2 separate regions of the Mus musculus genome follow, and region 1 is linked to region 2. The links are chromatin contacts, called in public promoter capture Hi-C maps. All regions are on one chromosome and are shown on one strand. Each heading gives the region's core, a stretch centred on a gene start, on an enhancer-like site or on the middle of the called end of the contact. The rest is flanking DNA. Distances are from core to core; before and after follow the strand shown.

Region 1 (3,336 bases), core at 389-2,888, 78 kb before region 2:
CACCGTCAAAGTCACTGGCTTGTAGGCTAAGCGAACGGGACAGCGTGGACTTGGAGGGTGGCACGGACTCGGTGGATTTCCTCCGCGTGCTCACCTTACACTCCTGACCCTTAGAGTCGGCAGAGCACGGCTCCAAGCTCTGGAAGTTATCCACCAGCTCGATGCTGTCGAAGTCTAAGTTGTAAGTCCCGCTGCTGGCTATCGGCTTGTCTTCATCGAACACCGCCGAGGAGGAGTGGGAAGGACGGAAAGGGCTTCCTTCCACGGACTCGCTGCTGCGAGGGCCATCGGGAACCACAACCGGTGGCTCAGAAATGCATCCTGAGGAAATGAAGACAAAGCGGTCACCTAAAGACATGGGATACTTGGGATCATTTCTCATCCTGAGCCAGACCCCCCACTCCACAGAGCAGAGGTTGATAAACTCCAAAGACAGACACCCCCCACGGGCAACAGGTTCCGGTTTCCATGCATCAGTGGGTGCAGATCCTGGACAGGTTTCCCTCAGTTCCCTCATCTGTACAATGGGAGCCAGGTAGCTGATAAAGGAAAAGCCCCGATGGTTCATTCCACAGCACTTTACCAAGTGCCTGACTTTGATAGGGGTCATGCTGGGCATCTGAGCAACAATCAGAAAAGACAAAGGCTTGTCCTCCTAGCCTAGCAGCCATTGTCATTGCCACCAAAGCGTCTATGACTACTTACTTGCAAGAGACTCTCAAGATAAGGCCCAATGACGGTCCCTCATGAAGAAGGGATTGGGGAGGGCATTAGACCCTCACCTGAGAGTCCCATCACTCCGTCCTACATCTACCCATCTGCACATGGTCTTGGGGTAGCATGTGGCATACCAGCTGAAGGGAGGACTTCACATTTGTAGCTATGAGAAATCGTTGCCCAGAGTGAGGTGACTTTCTTTGTTCTGGCAGTTTTGGGCTTACCCAGACTCTGTAAGTAAGGCGAAGAAGCTGGACTTTGGAGGAATGATACTGTAAGTCTGCCATTAGTGCCCTCCCTATCTGGTGGATTTATATCTCACCAGGAAGTTCACAAAACAAACAGAAATCTTCCCAGACAGAAAGGGCCATATGTGCCAAGGCCCTAGGGTAGGAGTATCCTTGAGGTATTATAAAAAGAATGATGAGGCTGAAGCAAAACAAAACCAGTAACCCTTCGGTATGGACATTAAATATGGCCACAGTCAACCCTGCTTCTGACTGCTTAGACACTGGGAAGACTGTGCAAGGCTGAGCAGGACCGAGTCTGCCCTCTACCACCTGCCTCTCCAGACACGACCCTCCTCTCCCACTGACACGGCTACCTCACTTTGGCTTTGGATCTTATCTATTCTCAGCCCTCTCCTCCCAGATGTCTAGCAACCCTAGATGTCCTCCAACCCTGCCAGCCAATAAGCCAACCCTCCCTTCCAATGTGCTCAGGGACTCCAACTATCAGTCAAAGGATGCCCAATGATCTCAGCTCCCCACAGCGGGGGAGACCAACCAGCCCTCGCACGGCTTTCTAGGTTCCTAGATGTTCTGCTAGAGAAAGAAAAACCCTGTACCATGGTCTCAGAAGGCAGAACAGGAAACAGAAGACGCTGCACAGAATGGAGCTGTGACCTTGGACTGTGTGCGTAGGCGGGTGGAGACAATGTATTAACCCTTTCTCTTCAGGTGAACATCCAGCTCAAGTCCAGGGAGCCATTACACTTGAGTTCCAGATCAGTGAAAATTCCTCTAAGATTATGTGTCACATGAGATTCATACTGAGCTGGGTGTCCTGCAGTGCAGTTTTACTTTCTAAATGACTGTCCTATCCTGAGTCCCAGCAATCCAGATGTGGACAAGACTCACTCAAACAGGCCAGTCTGTTTCTGGAGAATACACCCCGCCTCCACACATGTGGCTGCTGTTGGGGGTGGAGCCAGTTCTCATGGTGCTTCCTGACTTTGCTCACAGGCAAACCTGAGGCTGGAGTCCCAGCAGATACAGTGGGAGAGGACCGCAGAAGCCTCTTGGGTTGTGAAAGGACTTCCTCACCTCTGGTTCCAACCTGGCAACTTTTTCCCTCAGAAAGCTCAATAAACATCCCTTGGATTGCAAGCACTTGGGGAACTCCATGAGGCACACAGACCCTAAGCGTTTGCAGCCACTGGTCCCAGCTCCCATCACCAAACTTGCTTCCTTCTCATCTCAGAAGAACAGGTGTCCGTCCACCTTTCTCCTTCTGAAGTCACTTCCCTTTGCTGAGGTCCCTGGGCCTTCAAGCCCAGTTTCTTCTGGTCAGCAGCAACCTGGTCTTGTAGCTACTTTGTAGCTGCTCCTGAACACTCACCTCAGAAGGCAGAAGACTACAGATGCTAAGGGGGTGGGTCTAGGGGCTGTCACATGGGCGTTGGCAGCAGGGAGAGGGGCCTCAGCCATCGCTGCACTTCGGTAGACAAGCTTCCCTTCCAATCTGTTCCATTGCCTTAGCAGCCTTCAAATGTCAGCAATTTCCCCTGCATCATGCAACAGTCAGCAGACAGTCAGCTTAGCATCTGCTCTGTTTTCCTGTCTACTCAGCCTGGCTCTCCTATTCAGAAGTGCTCTTCCCTAATTAAATCATGGCAAAGAAACCTGGTTTTATTGCAGGTTCTTATTGTCAGCCCAAAGGATGCTTGGGGGCTATCTCTCATTGTGGGGGGCTGGTCTGTTCAGAGCATCAGCTTTGATTCACTAAATGCCAGTAGCACCTTCTCTCTTAGTTGAGACAAAGTGTCTCAGACCCTGCCTCCTGTCCCCAGGAGGACAGCACAGTCCTTGGTTAGGAGCTTCTACTCTACAGAGTAGTTTCTAGAGCAGATGGCTCCCTATGATCTATCACAAGGTTGGGATGGCCTTCCCATGCCATTGCCATGGGTAAGCTCAGACTGACAAGGCAACCATGCCCATCTAGTTCCCACTAGATTTCTACATAGTCACACAGAGCTGCATAAAGACTTCATTCATCCCAAACCTGGCATGGCCTTCAATGTCAGTCACCATGAGGCACACCTTGAATAATACAGAGGCAAGGAAAGATGAGGCCACAAACCCATCCATCCACATAAGCATGTCCCCTGCAATCACTATGCAAGCCTAGGCAAAGATATCTCTAGAAATCCACATTGCACCCCCCTGACTCTTGATTCTAGTTCAATCCTGGGGCAAGTTAGCATCTGCGCTCATATGAAAAAAGTCCCCACATGTTTCTCAGCTATGCTAACCAGCTCAGTTGCCCTCATCAAGAGCCAAGACTGGGTGGCTTCAACAACAGAAATGTGTTTCCCCACTGCTCTGAGTACTGAGGCTG
Region 2 (3,261 bases), core at 626-3,125:
ATGTATACAGGAAAGTGGCCCCCAAAAAACTATATTTATAGCTGTCTCCCTAGATCTTTCTGGCTGCCTCTTTGGGCAGGCCAGAACCAACACCCTTCTAACTTGCTTGAGCTGAGAACAGGCACCCATCCCAGGAGCAATGAGCTGAAGGCCGGGCAGAAGCCTCCAGTATTTTTATGTAGACAGGAGACAACTTTGAAATGAACAAACAAATTAAGAATTTATCAGAATCACAGGTTTTCTCTGGTTCTAAAACCACACCAGCAATAAAATTACTTGGTTTTCTCCTTGTCACACAAGAAGGTTCCATCCTTAAGTGAAGTAAATACTTCTCCGAGAGACGAGAGGGCCTATTCCCTGACCCAGCAAGGAGCCGCTGGGGAAATGTTCTACGGAACTCTGAGTGATGAGCTCAGAGAAATATGAGGCAGGGTCTTGTCAGACTTCAAGGACAGACTTTGAGCAGGCAGATCACAGGACATCCTGGGAACAGAGCCTGAGATGCAGCTTTGGCTAAAAGCCCTGACTTCTCACTTGGGCCTATGCTGTCTGTCTTGGCTGGAGTCATCTCTGGATCTGATTCCTGCTCAACTCCACAGGTAAACATGCGACTCATTTAAGGAGCATCTGTCTGAAAGTTAGTTACACAAGGTTGATTGGTACTAAGTTTACTGGCCCTCTCTTGGCCCACTTCAAGGCCGAAGACACCAAGAAAAGCCTAGGATATTTTCCAAATGCCAAGAACACTGAGGCTTGAAGGCAATCACCCCAGAAAGCAATCATCTCTTCTGAAACCAAAATGTTCCCTCAAACCATGGGAGTCTCCCCAAAGCCAGCAGGACCTCACAGAGCCAGATCTGATCTTAGGGCTCTGGTACTATAAGCAGGTATGTTTAGAAAACAGACTCCTAGGCCAGGTAACTTGGGAGATGAACACAGTTCAGTCAAGTGGAAGAGGTAACATAACATGGCCTTTCCCTGTGGTGGGAAGAGGGGAGCTGGACAACCAAAAGCCACAGAAGCCTGGGGCTAAGGAAGGGCTGCGTGCACAATACCAGGAAGAGGGGAATAGATGCAACTGAACGGAACATTGTCCAGAATGTGCTCAAAACAGGTATGATTGAAGCCTCCATGCCCTCAAATCCAAGAATGGTGATCGCTTGCTTTTAAGTCTAAATGGCAGACACTGAGATGGCTCATGGATTTGGGGGGGGGGGGGGGCTACTACGGACATGACCCCAAATGAGAAGAACCAATAGGGCTGAAGACAGTGCAGAAGTCAACCAACGGAGCAACAGCTTTCTCTTTCTGTCTCTTTCTACCCAGATTTGTCCTCTGTGAGCAGAATCAGGTTCCACACACTTTATTTGGACCTCATCTAGAGAAAGCATACAGGATCCCAGCTACCTTGCTCCTAGAGAGTGAGGCCAGTCAGTAGCTTCGAATGTGTGCGGCCCCTTGCTTACACTTTACAATAATACCTAATAATAATAATAACCACAGGCTATAGCAGATACCAGGAAACATACCGCCAATAAGCAGGCACCTGTGAGGTAGAAACTACTAACACAGGGTACTGTTCCTTTGCAAAGCACTCTACAGTTTGCCAGTGTCTTCATGTATGCGGCTTCACCAACAGACCACAGCTCCATGAAGCAGAGGGGCCAGGATAACTACCCCTACTATTGACTAAAGAGAAGAGGCCCCCTAGATGGTCCATGACTCCCCCAAGGTCACACAGCTGGTAAGAGGGGAGGCAGGGCTGGTACGATTGAGTCTTTGTCTCTAAATCCTTGGCAATCTCTACACTGCCCCTCCCGCCCCAGGGGAAATGAGTCTCGAGAACTTTGCTTTCTCTTAACTGGCACGCCTGAATCCATTAGCTAGACGAGAAGCTGAAACCCTGTAACAGAGTACACAGGGGAGACGGAGAGCAGGGTGGTGCTGAGCCCCTCCCCCACGTCCAGAATGGAGCCTCCACCACCAGCAATTACTATGTTTTCTGGAGACCATTGCTCTAATTTTAGAGGCCCTGCCTGGCAAACCTTTGTTTCTCCTGAGTCTTTGTTTTCATGCCTCTCACGTCTCTCAAATTATTTCATAATCTGTTACAATGTTTTGTCATCCAAGGGAGTCGCTGTGAAAATGATTGTTCAGATTATAAACCAAGGTCTGTGACCTCACTGGGGCAGAGGCAGCAAAAGATCCATCCCCAAGCTGGGTTTCACAGACCTTGGTCACAATGGGAGAGACCCAGTGACCTGGCTGTGAGCCTTCTCTTTCTTAGATTTGCTCCTCTGGACAACCTCAGCCACTGACTCTGTCAACTTCTCAAACTTTCTGATTGTCTGTGCGCAGGTGCAGGAGTCTGCCAGACCCAACCATGATGATCCAAGGACCGTGTTCTGGGCCAAGGGACCAAATCCCAGGAAAACACACATCCATGTGCACACATGCATGCCGATGCTCTCCACTACACTCTCCTTGTCTGCTAGCCCCATCAGCATCTTGCCAATGCTCTCCGCTACACCTTCCTTGTCTTCTAGCTTCATCCACACTACAGCTTAGAACCTGGCTGCCATAGATAGGTTTGTTTCCACATCCTCCTAAAAAGTATCTTTTGAATTCCTGTGACCTTGGCAGAGTCCTCCACTTAGGCCACTACTGCTACTTGGAGTAGCAATTCCCGATTCCCGGTTGTTCAGGCCTGTCCCATGCAAAGTGCCCTTGACCCACACCCACCATGTGCCTATAGTGCACTTGGTCACCAAGGCAACCAGAAATACCCTTCTGTGTTTCTAGATATTCCTTCCAAGGGGTGCTGACCCCTATCAAAGTCTGCCCATCAGATACAGATGCACCTGTGCTCTCTCTCTCTCTCTCTCTCTCTCTCTCTCTCTCTCTCTCTCTCTCTCTCTGTCACACGCATGCACACACACACATGACCTTACAGTCTTGAAGTCATTCAACTGCCACCAACCACCCCCTCTCCAGAACCCTGCCAGTTTTTATGGAAGTAGTTCTGTAAACTAGATGCTAGATATGTCGTTTCCTCATGCAGAGTCTGTCTCCATAGAAACAACAAACAAACAACACCAATGCAATACCAAATAAAACCAGAGGCTGCCTGTGCTGTGACACCTACACAACCAGGTCAGGAGTCTGGGGTCCTGTGTTGGAGCCCCACTTTGGAATGCAATCCTAGTTGAGACCCTGCACGTCCATGCTTCTTTTTCAAATCTGTTACGGGAAACCTTGATC

The links. Capture Hi-C pulls out chosen DNA fragments and counts their contacts.
Region 1: a promoter capture Hi-C map of adipose tissue shows a contact between it and region 2. The contact joins two enhancer-like sites. A contact is called at or near these places in 3 of 115 datasets of contacts at active chromatin or transcription factors (all in embryonic stem cells) and 3 of 9 other capture datasets (adipose tissue, liver and pancreatic islet).

What each region holds. Positions count from the first base shown.
Region 1 is chr7:130,725,508-130,728,843 of GRCm38.p6, reverse strand. It overlaps Tacc2 (transforming, acidic coiled-coil containing protein 2), which reads right to left. Exons shown (of 22, transcript NM_001004468.3): 7 at 1-321. Among named protein-coding and RNA genes, the nearest start is that of Gm34283, 6.4 kb to the right of the region's middle. Within about 2 kb of position 1,638, at least 47 of the 459 cell types and tissues checked have an H3K27ac peak or open chromatin away from gene starts, as enhancers often do. A contact at or near this core is called in adipose tissue, where this site is marked.
Region 2 is chr7:130,648,050-130,651,310 of GRCm38.p6, reverse strand. The region is part of intron 3 of Tacc2 (transforming, acidic coiled-coil containing protein 2); the gene reads right to left. Among named protein-coding and RNA genes, the nearest start is that of Gm39098, 3.7 kb to the right of the region's middle. Within about 2 kb of position 1,875, at least 15 of the 459 cell types and tissues checked have an H3K27ac peak or open chromatin away from gene starts, as enhancers often do. A contact at or near this core is called in adipose tissue, where this site is marked.